Linked DNA regions of Mus musculus: region 2 is linked to region 1. A link is a contact called in public promoter capture Hi-C data. All regions are on one chromosome and are shown on one strand. The core of a region is the stretch at or near the end of the contact, and the rest is flanking DNA. Distances in the headings are between cores, read along the strand shown. Region 1 overlaps Mapk1ip1l (mitogen-activated protein kinase 1 interacting protein 1-like). Region 2 overlaps Fbxo34 (F-box protein 34).

What was found. Capture Hi-C pulls out chosen DNA fragments and counts their contacts.
Region 2: a contact with region 1 is called in a promoter capture Hi-C map of liver. The contact joins two enhancer-like sites. A contact is called at or near these places in 1 of 39 promoter capture datasets (embryonic stem cells), 1 of 484 Hi-C or Micro-C datasets (muscle stem cells), 8 of 115 datasets of contacts at active chromatin or transcription factors (bone marrow-derived macrophages, effector CD8 T cells, embryonic stem cells and 4 more) and 3 of 9 other capture datasets (adipose tissue, liver and pancreatic islet).

The regions. Positions count from the first base shown.
Region 1 is chr14:47,302,827-47,309,918 of GRCm38.p6, reverse strand. It overlaps Mapk1ip1l (mitogen-activated protein kinase 1 interacting protein 1-like), which reads right to left. Exons shown (of 4, transcript NM_178684.6): 2 at 1,331-1,352. The coding sequence starts at 1,348. Among named protein-coding and RNA genes, the nearest start is that of Mapk1ip1l, 8.1 kb to the right of the region's middle. Within about 2 kb of position 4,623, at least 18 of the 459 cell types and tissues checked have an H3K27ac peak or open chromatin away from gene starts, as enhancers often do. A contact at or near this core is called in liver, where this site is marked.
Region 2 is chr14:47,519,126-47,526,217 of GRCm38.p6, reverse strand. Fbxo34 (F-box protein 34) reads right to left here. Exons shown (of 3, transcript NM_001146086.1): 2 at 1-13. Among named protein-coding and RNA genes, the nearest start is that of Gm35166, 14 kb to the right of the region's middle. Within about 2 kb of position 3,882, at least 24 of the 459 cell types and tissues checked have an H3K27ac peak or open chromatin away from gene starts, as enhancers often do. A contact at or near this core is called in liver, where this site is marked.

The DNA.
Region 1 (7,092 bases), core at 3,374-5,873:
GGATTCATCTGGAAAGAGTGAACTTCAATTAATAAAATGCTTCTACTAGACTGGCCTGCAGGCAAACCCTGGTTATTTTCTTGATTAATGTTCACTGCAGACATCATGACTGGAGATATAACAAAGGAAGCTAACTGTGATCCCAAGAAGCAAGCCAGTGCCCCTCCACGGCTTCTGTTCTAGTCCCTGCTTCCAGGCCCTGTCCTGGCTTCGCTTTATGATGGACTTCAAGCTGGAGGATGAAAGCAACCCTTCCCTTCCTAAGTTGCGTTTGATCATGCTCTTCATCATGGAAACAGAAAGCCAACTGGAACAATGTGCCTTCGTGGGTTTAGACACATCACACGCATGCCTGGTGCTGGCAGAGGCCAAAGGGTGCTAGGTCTCCTGACCTGGAGTTACAGGTGGTTATGAGCCTCCTGATGTACAGCGGGGCCCAAATTCAGATTCCCTGCAAGAGCACTAAGTACTCCCCCCCCCCACCAAAGTATGATCTATGTTTATTTATTTCTGGGCACAGAAATTTATGTTTGTGTGGGGGCCCATGCAAGAAGGTCAGAGGACAAACTTCAGAGGTAATTACCTCTTTCTATGTTGTGGATACTGGGAATGCTAACATGGGTGTGTGTCTTCTTGGCATTCAGTGGAGCACTAAGTACTCTTAACCCCTGAGTCATCTCTGTAGCTCCGACCTTAAATTTGTAATTCTGCTGCCTCTACCTCTCAAGTGCTGTACCATACCACTATGCCTGGCCAATAACTCTCAATAAATGTTGGGATTGTAATATTATTGCCAGGCCAAAAAGAAAAAATTTCATTAAAGGCTTTATAACCATGCCTAGATACTTTACAGTCATTGATCTGAGTGAGTGCATGAGTGTGTGTGTGCACGCACACATACATACACACACACACACACACACACACGTGCACACTTGTCAAGGGCCAGAGGCTGGAGGGATGGTTCCAGCACAACTACTTGTAATTCCAGTTTCATGGGATCCAACATCTCCTCCCTCTAAGGTCGCCTGCACACATATGGCATACACTAACACACATACAAAAAATGACTCTCAAACAAAGTTATGCTCTATCTTATGCTTATCTTTTTAAGAAAAAAAGACTTAGATATTTTACAGTTAAAACCATGTTTTCAAAGTTTTCCCTCTATTTATAAGGAGAGAGTCAGGCATAGTCAGGCTTGCTTGGACCTCACCCTCTTCCTACTCCAACCTTTACAGGGCTGACATTCCAAGCATGCACCACATTTCTTGCCAGGACTATGTTTTCCATAAAAATACCCAAAAACAAAAAACAAGGTTCAACTTACCGAAAATTCATCTGACATTTTCCTAAAAAAAAAAAAAAAAAAAAAGAAAAGAAAAAGTCAAAATTAGTTTTTATATTTCTTATATATTTTAGAAGGACTGGTTTTGGTGTATACATTTTACTTACATGGAATATTTCTCATTTCTTTGTTTCTGATGGATTAAGATGGGGTTTCTCTGTGTAGCCCTTGCTGTCCTGAAACTCTCTCTTAGACCAGGCTGGCCTTGAGCTCAAAGATTCCCCCTGCTTCTGCCTCAGGACTGCTAGAATAATGTTTTCTTTTATATAGAAAAAAGTTTCTACTAAAATTAAGAGCCGGGCAGTGGTGGCACACGCCTTTAATCCCAGCACTCGGGAGGCAGAGGCAGGTGGATTCCTGAGTTCGAGGTCAGCCTGGTCTACAAAGTGAGTTCCAGGACAGCCAGGGCTATACAGAGAAACCCTGTCTCGAAAAACCAAAAAACAAAAACAAAAAAAATTAAGATAACCAATAACTATACCAATTTCTTTCTTCTCATGATTGTATATTATCTACCAGTAGGCTCTCACTGCCCAAGACAATCTCAAAGTCCTGGGTTCAAGCGACTCTGCAGGACTAAGACCCTCGGTAGAAACTCCTTCAAGCTTCCACACTGCCTGTACACAACAGTCCAGCCAGACCCACAATGGACTCATTTCTCTCTCCTTCCTTCTTTCTGGTGGGGAGGGGCACCAGGGCAGGGTGTATTTATTTTACAACTTCCAGGTCATAGTTCATTACTGAGGGAAATCAGGCAGGAACCTAGTGTTATAAACTGAAGCAAAGGCCATGAACAAACGCCTTTTAGTGGCTTGCTCAGCTTTTAAGAAAAATTTAATTTTGAGATTATAACTAGATCATCTCCCTTTCCCCCTTCTTCCTTTTTCAAATTCATGTGCTCTTTTTAAAATTGTTACACATGTGTGAGTGTATGTATATGTGTATGTATGTATGTATATATATTCATTCCTAACTATAATCTGCTCAATCTGTAAAATGGTACTCGTTACTCTGACTTCTGTGGCAGCATAGGTTCTTTTAAACAGTGGCACAGCAAATGCACACTTCTTTTCCCTCAAATCTAATTATGCATAATCAGAAGAAGCCCCTGGAGTGGACTAGAGCCAAACACGCCGGCTCACCTGAAGCCCTCCTGGCACAACCTATGCAAACCTATGCTGTGACCTCCAAACTCTCCTTCGACCTCTGGACATTACCAAATCTTGATAAACTCAGGCCCTGATTATATTCACTTCCTGTGACTATTCGGCCATCACTGGATGATGGAGCTCGGGCACTGCGTCATGATCAACCGTAGTTCCAGAGATGGAATCTAGGGCCTTATTTGTGCTAGGCAAGTGCCCTAATCAATCTTTATTTTTTTTGAAACAGGATCTTGTGTATACCAGACTATCCTTGAACTTGTTATGTAGTAGGGGATGTCCTTGCCTTTCTTTTGTTTTTCGAGACAGGGTTTCTCTATGTAGCCCTGACTGTCCTGGAACTCACTTTGTAGACCAGGCTGGCCTCGAACTCAGAAATCTGCCTGCCTCTGCCTCCCGAGTGATGGGATTAAAGGCGTGTGCCACCACCGCCCGGCATCCTTGACTTTCTGATCCTGCTGGTTTATGTGGTGCCCCATCCCTTACCAATTCTCAAGTTGAAGTGTAATCAACAGTGGATAAAGTAGAAAGATTAAGTGTTCACCTTAAGCTCTGGCCACTCTAACGAGATCCACTTCTACCACCCTAGAAGCTGTCCACTCCTTTTCAGTCATCTGAGCCCTGCTGTCCTTTTTTCGTCTGTTTTAATGGTCATTGACTTATAAGACCAGAATAAGATAGCAACCCCCCCCATCATTTCATAATTGGTAATAACACATCACTCCATTTTGTTACATGGAAAGAACACTAGCTGTTTTATGAGACAAGAACTTTCTGCAAAGGTCCTTTTAACTTTCTTAAATGGTATTTCTTTTAGTGTTACAAATTTTAATCTTTTGTAGCTTATTAATCTGTTCCTACTTGTGAACTCAATTTTGTGCTTAACAAAGATAACCACTTCAAGAGTATGCTTGTGGGTTTTTTGGGGGGTTTTTCGAGACAGGGTTTCTCTGTGTAGCCCTGGCTGTCCTGGAATTCACTCGAACTCAGAAATCTGCCCGCCTCTGTCTCCCAAGTGCTGGGATTAAAGACGTGCGCTGCCACCACCCGGTATGCTTGTGGTTTAGCATGTTTACCATTTCACAATTCTTCTAAGTAGTAAGTAATAACTTAGTCCTTTAAAACTCTTGCTGCCACCGGCAACAGTATTTACTGAATGTTTACTGTAAACAGGGGTATTTTCTACAATGCAAACGTTATTAACACCCCAGCTTACAGGTGCAGGAAACGAAGGTCAACTTGTTTAAACAGAGCAGAGGCTCAAACACAGGTACAGGCTGACCCCAGCTGACCAGGCAGCAGATCCAATTATCCTCACAAGTATGGAGGACTCTCCCCCTGCCCACCTGTAGGAAGCACGCACATAAAACTAGGATCCCTTTGTGTTTTAAAGAGTTGTGCTAGCTTCCTTGTAGTTTCTTCAACTCTTCCTGAATTTCATGGTTACTTTTCCCAGGGTTTTGTTTTGGTAGTAAGAACAAAACACCCAATGTTCCGGTGGGAAATACCTGTTTGTTGATGAAGTTTGGGAGATAGCAGATGTGTTTAAAACATCATCAGACCTCATCCAGAACAAGGTACAGGCAGATACCGACATGTGCTTTCCTTCTTAGGTGTCACTGCTCCCAGGCTGGACTGAGCTTCAACAGTACAGCACCTGGGAGCTGCGTGAACCGCTACACCCACCTTGCTGTACCTTTCTTTTCATGTGGCTGTAAATAGGTCCCTTGAGCCATTTCTCTAACTGGTTACTCATATCTGAGCAGAATATAGCTTTTGCAAGCTATGACATTACTGGATTATTTTCTTCCCTGAAAAAGTTTTTCCAGTTGATCCTATCATTGCCAGGCAACGGCTTTATCGTATTTTCCCAATACCAACAGATCCTTTCTCTTTTTCATCAGCTAGGACTCAAGTAACGGAAGGTTAAACAGTGATGGTAGTACATGGGTCTTGTTATTAATACTCCTGAAAATGTTTCTGATGTTTAAGCATGATTATTGTTTCTAGTTTGAGATTTGGAGACAAAAGCAAAACAAAAACACACACTGCAGGTTTTTGTTTATACTGTGTCCAAGCACACTCTAAGAACCTTGCCCTTGTGACGAGACACTTACTCATATGAATCCCGTAACTCTCAGAGTATAGATTGTCTGAGGTGCTGAGATAGGTGGACTGCTGATGAGACTCATTCATTTCCTCTTTTCTCATATATTACACTCCAGCCAGTTTCCCTTCCCTCCTCTCCATCTCCTCTTCCCCACACCCACTCCTTCCCTTTCAGAAAAGAGCAGGGAGTTACCTGGTGCAGAAAGTCAGTGAGACCAGGCACATGCTCTCACATCAAGGTGGAACAAGCAACCCAATAGGAGGAAAAGCACCTCCAAAGCCGGCGAAAGCGTCAGTCAGCCCTGCTCCCACACAACAATAACATACACGCAGAGGGCCTGGTTCAGACCCATGCAGGCTCCCTGATTGTCTACCCAGTCTCTGAGAGCCCCTATGAGCCTGGTTAGTTGATTCTGTGGGCCATGTTCTTTTGGTGTCCTTGTCCACTCTAGCTCCTACAATCCTCCTTCTCCCTCTTCCTCAGGATTCCCCGAGCTTTGACTAATGTCTGCCTGTGGCCTACCTCATTTATCTGCTCCATTCTTCTAGGACCCACTGCCTCTTTAGCAGTGATAAATGGTGCCCAGAAAAGGGACTTGTTCAATTTTGGGTCTCTTGGGCATTAATTCAGACTGTTATCCAAATGTTTAAGGAAGAGATGGCTAGTTCCTTGAATTAATATAAACTAGATGATGAAACCTTAAAATTGGTAAAAGAGGCAAGAAATGGCATTTTTTCTGTTCAGGTACAATCTACAGTAAGAACAGTGTCACGGATAGCTGTGCTGGTGGCGACTCCTTCAGCCTCCCTACTGCAGTCTCCTTTAGCGATGCATCTACCTCCTTTGCCTGAATAGGACTCGAAGCACGGCGTCAGGAATCTGATAATCAATCTAACCTTAGACGGACTTAGGGGAACCTGAGCAACTGCTAAGTTTATAACCTAGGCAAGCTAGGACAAGGCAAGGAGACAGAAGTCATTTACCAACTCCTACCCAGCCTCACACGCTCTGCTTGGTATTTCTAATGCAATTTCAACAAAATAAAAATGTTTATATGCGTCAACCTATCTATCTAAAAGGAGAGAGATGGTACTTTACAGCCCTCACATAGTAGCACTAAAGGCAACAAAAGAACTTTGGCTATTTGAATTCTGAATCAAAAAAAGCATTTTTTTTTTTAAATCCTGTGGATTCTTCACTGCCTTTAAGCCTACTCATTCTCCTTACTGAATGGTTTCCCACAGGTGTTACATAGCACCAGAGGATAAGCCTTTGGAACGGATTCACTTATAACTCAGAGGCCATAAAATGCTAACCGCACACCGTACCCTTCTTGCTCAATTAGTAAATCAGAGGAGGACCTGACGTCAACAATTATATGGGTTCAATCCTTGCTGTATTTATTACCCTTAACTATCAGTTTTTCAGAGCATTACAGAACTCTATGGGTTTTCAAATTTAGTTATTACTATGGAACTCCTTCCATAGTAATAAATCATTTTGCAGCTGGTAAGCTATGGGATTTTCTCATACAAACTGAATTTGTGATTTAAAAACTGTCCAACCTTCTGACATTCCACAGGCAGATACTCATTTTGTTGATGGCTCACCTAAGGGTATAGGAAGGACTCATGGCCTAGACATTCAATCTATTAGTACTTCTTTCCTCAGCCTATCAGGTGGAACTGGCTGTTTTGACTCATCTACTATGGTGAATTCATAAACTCGTATTGTCTCAGCTGCTGCTGATGTTGTAGGACGGCCACCCACTGAGGCTGCTTTACCTGTCTTCAGGCTGTTATGACTCCATTACTACCAGGACCACAATCTGCTTAAAACCCTGCACACATTCTTTGCTAACCACACTCACTCATGCTCCACCTCAGCTCACTGGTTTCATTACAGAAGGAAAGACGCAAGCTGGTGCTTTAATCTGCCCTATTCTTCTTTCCCAGAAGGAAACGGTGAAGGGCATACATCTGTCGTTGAGTATGGACACACTGGAATGGATTCTTCTTCAGGTCTCACCATTAAGGTCAATGAGAGGGCAAGCAGACAGTGCAAGTTACCAGAAAGACTGCAAAGTCCAACTAAAGGGCGAAGGGAGACACCAACCATAGCATCAGAAGTCACGGCTGCCCAGCCGGGGCCAGGCTACACCCCGTATACTAAGGGAGAAGTGGCTTTACTAATAAATCCACGTTTGAACCTGGACCTTGGGGCCATAACAGACTCATTCATTCATCTGAAGAAAGGACGGCAGTTAACGTTTCCTTGGGATTTGAGTCACTTCCTATTGGCACAGCACAGCATAACATTCACATGCCTACTAAAGGTATGGGCTTACATTCGACGGGATACCAGAACTACTAATTAAGAGTCTCTTTTCAAGCTGTTCTCTAGATTTTCCTAATCAGCATAATGTAACCAATAGTGCTGGGCATTGTTTGGATCCCTGGTCTTAGTGGCAG
Region 2 (7,092 bases), core at 2,633-5,132, 220 kb before region 1:
GCACTCAGCAGTTCTGAAACAAAAAATAGGTCTGGTAAGACTTAAGACTACAAAAATCTTAGTTTGGGTTTAGCTCCGTGGTTAATTAAGGATATAATGTAGGATACCAGTGCATCTGTTACCAAAAAAAAAAAAAAAACACAAAAACAGATGGCAGCATTTTGCCTACCCCATCCCACGCTAGGAACAAGCACAGTAGAAAGTCCCATCCAGGTTTCTGTGGCTGCCATCTTTCATCGAGTTATCTGAATCTTGCAAGCACTCCATCACTGAGCTACATTCCCAGTCCTCAAAATCCTATTATGAAAGGCCGCTGTAATTAGGCAGTCATGATGGCACATGCCTGCCGTAATCCCAGCACCTTATGTAGACACTGAGGCAGGGGGACGAGGACTGAGAGGCTGTGAGGACAGTGTCAGAGGCGGACACCCTCCCTCAGCTATAGTGATTTTGAGACCAGCTTGGGCTACATGACCCTGCTTTTAACAAAGTCTGAGTATAACAATACTCGAGCCCTCCTCCTCCGTTTATGTAAGTATGTATGTACTTACATACATAAGTATGTAGGTACTTACATAAAACGTAAACCTATACAGCACCTACATATCAGCTTCTCGGGCTCTCAGAAAAGTCCTTAGACATTAAGCTGTCTGGAATGATTCAGCAGTTTTCCCGGGATCAGGCCCAGATTCTGTTTTAAACCTTATTTATTCTAAGGGTAGCAGGAGCTTTGGGAACCGTGTGTCTGTTGCATCCAGCAAAGGGAACGGGGGGGGGGGGGGGCTTTGGCTTTAGGCTGGGGAGGTCATCGGGAGTGAGGCAGAACTTTGTAACAGGAAGACAAGGAAACAGTCTGTGCTGAAGCACCTAGCCTAACCTGGTTAAAACAAAACAAGAGACGTATCTCCTCGTCTTTCTCCTTGAAGCTTTTTATTGCCCAAGATCCAACCTTGGCTGCTCAGACTCTTTCTTTCCTGGCTCTCAGACAGTAGAGGCCGTCAAGAATCATTCTCTTTACAGACCATGATTCCTTTCAGGTGATGTCTACATGACTATTCCTGGCTCTGATTAGCTCGCACACATGGTGACTCTCCATCCTGCCATTCCTGTGGTACTCTCTTACCTTCAGAGCCTACTGTGTGGTAGACCAGCTCACCTGGATGTGTCAGTAAGAGCCTCAAAACCCAACACTACCAGTTGATGACAACCTCAGGTACCCACACTAACAAACTAGAAATGAAGTCACTTAGATAACTCCTCCCTGTCCCTGTAGTCACTAAACTATGCCCTTCTCTGCATCGCTGGCACAGCTGCTAGGTGAGCAACCGCCTCATCTCAGTTGCACTGGACGGCCACAGGAAGGGCAGAGTCAGTCTGTCGGCTGGAAATCCTGCTTTGTCCCGCTTCTCACTTTAGAAGCTTGTTCATGGAACTGTCAGGAGGGGACCAGAGAGATGGAAGCTAATCACATCGTAAATTAAGCAACGAGGTCCATAAAACTGAACAGCTTCAGAATCGGTCATATACCCTACAACTGACTGTTTCCTTCTAACTACTTAGTATTACTAATCTGTCAGGACTGGAAACTTACACAACTGTAAGACACAGTGACTGCTACAAAGCAGCAGAAAACGAAACAATCACTACAGACCATGACAGGTTACATGGGGCAGTACAGGTGCCCAGAGCCAAGAGGAAGGAGAGAGGAGTGGGCAGGTTAGAGGACAGGCTGCTGGCATTGAGCTACAGGTCTAAGAGGCTTTACTTTCTAAGGTAAACCCAGAAGGAAGACATACTAAGTCCTGAGAGGCTCAAAAGTAGATGTTTTAGGAAAATGCAGGCAGGTAAGTAAGAAGAGAGCGAACTAAGGGACTAATAGTAGAGAGATGGTTTGTAAACAAGCAAGATTCTAACTCCATTACAATTAGAGGGTAGAGAAGCATCAAGGATCCTCAAATTTATGGCTTCAACAACTGCATGAAGAGAGATTCCCGGAGAAAAATTCCTAAACAGAATAGCAATGGCTTGTGCTGTAAGATCAAGAATTGACAAATAGGATCTCATAAAATTGCAAAGCTTCTGTAAGGCAAAAGACACTGTCAATAAGATAAAAAGGCCACCAACAGATTGGGAAAGGATCTTTACCTATCCTAAATCAGATAGGGATCTAATATCCAATATATATAAAGAACTCAAGAAGGTGGACTCCAGAAAAATCAAATAACCCCATTAAAAAATGGGGCTCAGAGCTAAACAAAGAGTTCTCACCTGAGGAATACCAAATGGCTGAGAAGCACCTGAAAAAATGTTCAACATCCCTAATCATCAGGGAAATAAAAATTAAAACAACCCTGAGTTTCCACCTCACACCAGTCAGAATAGCTAAGATCAAAAATTCAGGTGACAGCAGATGCTGGCGAGGATGTGGAGAAAGAGGAACACTCCTTCATTGCTGGTGGGATTGCAAGCTTGTACAACCACTCTGGAAGTCAGTCTGGAGGTTCCTCAGAAAATTGGACATAATACTACCGGAAGAACCAGCAATACCTCTCCTGGGCATATGCCCAGAAGAAGTTCCAACTGGTAATAAAAACACATGCTCCACTATGTTCATAGCAGCCTTATTTATAATAGCCAGAAGCTGGAAACAACCCAGATGTCCCTTAACAGAAGAATGGATACAGAAAATGTGGTACATTTACACAATGGAGTACTACTCAGCTATTAAAAACAATGGATTTATGAAATTCTTGGACAAATGGATGTATCTGGAGGATATCATCCTTCGTGAGGTAACCCAATCACAAAAGAAGTCATTAGATATGCACTCACTGATAAGTGGATATTAGTCCAGAAACATAGAACACCCAAGATACAATTTGCAAAACACAAGAAAATCAAGAAGAGGGAAGACCAACGGGTGGATACTTCATTCCTCCTTAGAATAGGGAACAAAATACCCATGAAAGGTGTTACAGAGACAAAGTTTGGAGCTAAGACAAAAGGATGGACTATCCAGAGACTACCCAACCCGGGGATCCATCCCATAATCAGCCACCAAACCCAGACACTATTGCATATGCCAGCAAGATTTTGCTGAAGGGACCCTGGTATAGCTGTCTCACATGAGGCTATGTCAGTGCCTGGCAAATACAGAAGTGGATGCTCACAGTCATCTATAAGATGGAACACAGGGCCCCCAATGGAGAAGCTAGAGAAAGCACCCAAGGAGCTGAAGGGGTCTGCAACCCTATAGGTGGAACAACAATATGAACTAACCAGTATCCCCAGAGCTCATGTCTCTAGCTGCATATGTAGCAGAAGATGGCCTAGTTGGCCATCACTGGGAAGAGGCCCCTTGGTCTTGCAAACTTTATATGCCCCAGTTCAGGGGAACGCCAGGGCCAAGAAGTGGGAGGGTGGGTAGGGGAGCAGGGCGGAAGGAGAGTATAGGGAACTTTTGGGATAGCATTTGAAATGTATATAAAGAAAATATCTTTAAAAAAAAAGAGAGAGGTTCCTCTTGGTGGATGGAAAGCAGATGGCTGCTCAGATCTGCACAGAGGAGGCAGAGGTAAGTTCAGTTTCGCAGAAACAAACGTGCAGCTGGAGTGCCTGCAAACAGGAGATAACTGAGGTCAAGCAGATAAGAGCGAAGGACGATGAAGGCAGCTGTCACCGAAGCATTTCAATAGGAAATACGCAGTCTAAACAGAAGCCTCCCAAGATTCTGCATGATAAACATGTGCATAACTTTTATAATAGAAAAAACACACTTTACCTCAAAAAGCCAAAACAAACAGGACTCGATGCTGACACATTCTGTAACAGCACATAGTCCCTCACTCACATGCTGAAGTTCACATGTTCAATAATCAATGAAAAGGTAGAATGTGGTTAGGAGAAGGGAAAGGCCTAACATTTTCTGAGGACAGCGTCAGCTGGTGGTGGAGTCCTTGGTGCCCCCGTGAGGAACCGCAGTGCAGAGAGTGAATGTACTGGTCAGAGCAGTTTTCAGAAGCTCGGCCCGAAGAGACACCTATCACACTCAATATCCACGAATATGGTGAGACTGTCAACTAAGCAACTCAAACCTAGACAGCTTCACACAGTGATGGCCAAAATCGAGTTTTCAAAAGCTCCATGTATTCTGATTAGACACTATGTATTTATTAGACAGCTCATAGAAACCTGGGAGGGGGCAGGAGAGATGTCAGTGGTTAGAGTTTCCCAGCACCACAGAATGGCTTGCAACCATCTGTAACCAATTTCAGGGCATCCAATGCCAACCATACCTGTGTGGGCAGCAGGTATGCATATGGTACTGGTTTACATACATGCATGCAGGCGAACACTCATACACACACATCAAAGTAAATACACAAACAGCAGGAGAACTGTCATCTCAAGATAGTATACAATCACAAGTTAAGCCTCAAAGGATTAGAAAATGGGTGGAGTGTGGTAGGTCACACTTGTAATCCTAACTTTCAGGAAGGATGAAGCAGGATGGCTGAGTTCAAAGTCAGGCTAGTTATATTACATTCCATGCCAGCCTGGGCTATGAGACCTACCTCATACATGCCACAAGCACAACCCCCACCAAAAATTGTGTATAAACACAATCCTCAAAAAAGCCAAAGTGCTCTTTCATGTGTATAGGGCGGGATGCAGGTGACCTCTATCTAGCCCTGGTCTTGGTGCCCCCAGGGCACTCTGCTACCTCAGCCTCCCACAGGCTAGGTTGCAGGCACTTACTGCCGTGTAATAACTATGTAGAGGGATAAACGTGAGCCGTAAGGAATTTAAAGGGAATACGTGATGAGAATAGGAAAAAAAACAGAGTTTACAAATTGAAGACCCTGTCTCAAATGTTCAAAAAAAAGCTCCCAGAAAATCTGTACTGCATCTTCTTCACCAGAGCACCGCACGAATGATTAGCAATCCAACAACATACTTGTGGGCGGCTCTGAATCTGTTCAGTCAGAGGAGGCAAATGATTTATAGTTAATCCTGATTGTCAGCTGATGGGACTTAGAATCAGTCTGTGAGGAGCTTCTAAACGAGGTTAGCTGAGGTGGTCTTACCTGCCTCTCTGCTGTGAGGTAAGGTAAGCCTCCCCTCCCCCACCCGCGCCATCTCCTGGAGCCTCTGGAACTGAGAATCAGAGTGAACCCTTCCTTAAGTTGGCTCTTGCCCGGGTGTTTGTCACGATAATATGACAAATAATTGCTACACTGACTTCTAGGAACCAACGGTTATGATAAATTGAGATTATACAGGGAGTAAAGCTGCAGGTTCAGAGCCGGAAAGATGGCTCAGTTGTTAAGAGTAGTTGGAGCCCTTACAAAAGATGGGAGTTGGTTTCTATAACTCCAATTCCATTGGACCCACCAACACCCTCTTCTGGCCTCTAAGGATACCAGGCACAAATGTGGTGCACACTCAAACAAGCCAACATGCATACACATAACTCTTTAAAATATATAGAATATCTTAGATTATGTCCCCCTCTTTAAAAAAAAGAAGGCAACTTGGTAAGGTGGCTCATACCTGTAAATTAAACACTTAAGAGGCTAAGGTAAGAGAATCAAGAATTTACAGGCTGGCCTGGACTACAAAGTAACAAAACAAAACAAAACAAAACAAAACAAAACAAAACAAAACAAAACAAAACAAAAATTCAAACTGCCTACCACAGGTTGCTGCTGGGCATGGAGCACACACCTGAAGTCCCAGCTACTCAGGAGGATGAGGTAAGATTGTGTTAGCTCTGGAGCTAAGGGCCAGCCTGAACACCACATAAAGGCTCCATAGAGAAATCAGCAAAGTAACAACAAAGCCATCTCGGCTCACGTACAGTACAGACAAAATGACACAGGACGCTGGGGGAGTCATCAAGGCAGCTCTGCCTCTAACATGACATCAGTCTCTCTTTGTGCACACCAGAAGAGTGATGGGCTGACATTATCAGATCAGTGAGTCTCAAAGAAAGCACAAGACACCCACTCCACTACTATTAACTGGAAAGGTGCCAGGACCAGGAGGGTAGGAACACAGACAGAGGCCCACGAGAAAGCACGCCATATCCCTCTGAGTACTGACAGAACGTGTCCAGATCTCAGGCATCACAAAAAAAAAAAAAAAATCCCATCTGAGAAAAATAGCCTCTTAAAATGAGCTCCAGAAGACCAGGTGAGGACTTCATGGGGAGGAAGCTCAGCTCTTATTTTTTCTTCAATTTAAGAGAGTGGAGTCTTGATTTGTAGCTCAGGGTAGCTTTGAACTCGGGTTTTCAATATCTCTGACTACCCATGTAGCCAGGCTATAGACGCTTGGCCTTATCCATTCACACATGGCTTTAAAGGAGCATTCACCAAAGCCTTGATGGCTGAATTTGTCCCGTGATGATTAAGTGGTTTAGTAGTGCATAGTGAGGAAAAATTAGTTATCTCTTTAAAAACAAAACCAAAAACCAAGCAAACAAGAAACCAGGGAGAATGGTCTTTGAAAACATGCAGCTCTAAAGAGTCTGATGTTCACAGCTTCCATCTTAGAACTGCCTCAAGGTTGCTGTATGAATTTTATACCATAAATAAGATGAAACAACTAATTGCCAAAATGAAGGAATTTATGGTAACTCCATGAGAAAATGGGACAGCTGAGCATAGGACTTCACTGGGTTAGCGCTTGACCCGGCAGCCTCATCTTAAGTCATTTCTCCTCCATAAGGGTCTTCTTTTTAAATTTAGTCAAATTCAGAGGTTCCAGACAATGGGCAACAGACAATGGTGGGGGCATAATTCCTAACATTAAAGTGTATATTAAAACTTGCCAGGTTTAATATGCCTTGAAATCACACAAAAGCAAAATAACAAATGATTCACCTGGCACACCTTTAATCCTGGCATGGGGAAGGTGCCCAGGGTACATCACTGAGTCCAAGGCCAGCCTGGTCTACAGAGTGATAAAAAGAGACGGGCCAGAGAGGAAAGAACAGGAGAGAAGAAAAAAGGGGAGGAGGGAAAAAGTAAGCAGGAAAACTGACTGATAGAGACTGTATAATCCAAGAGGACTCAAGAGCTCCCATAA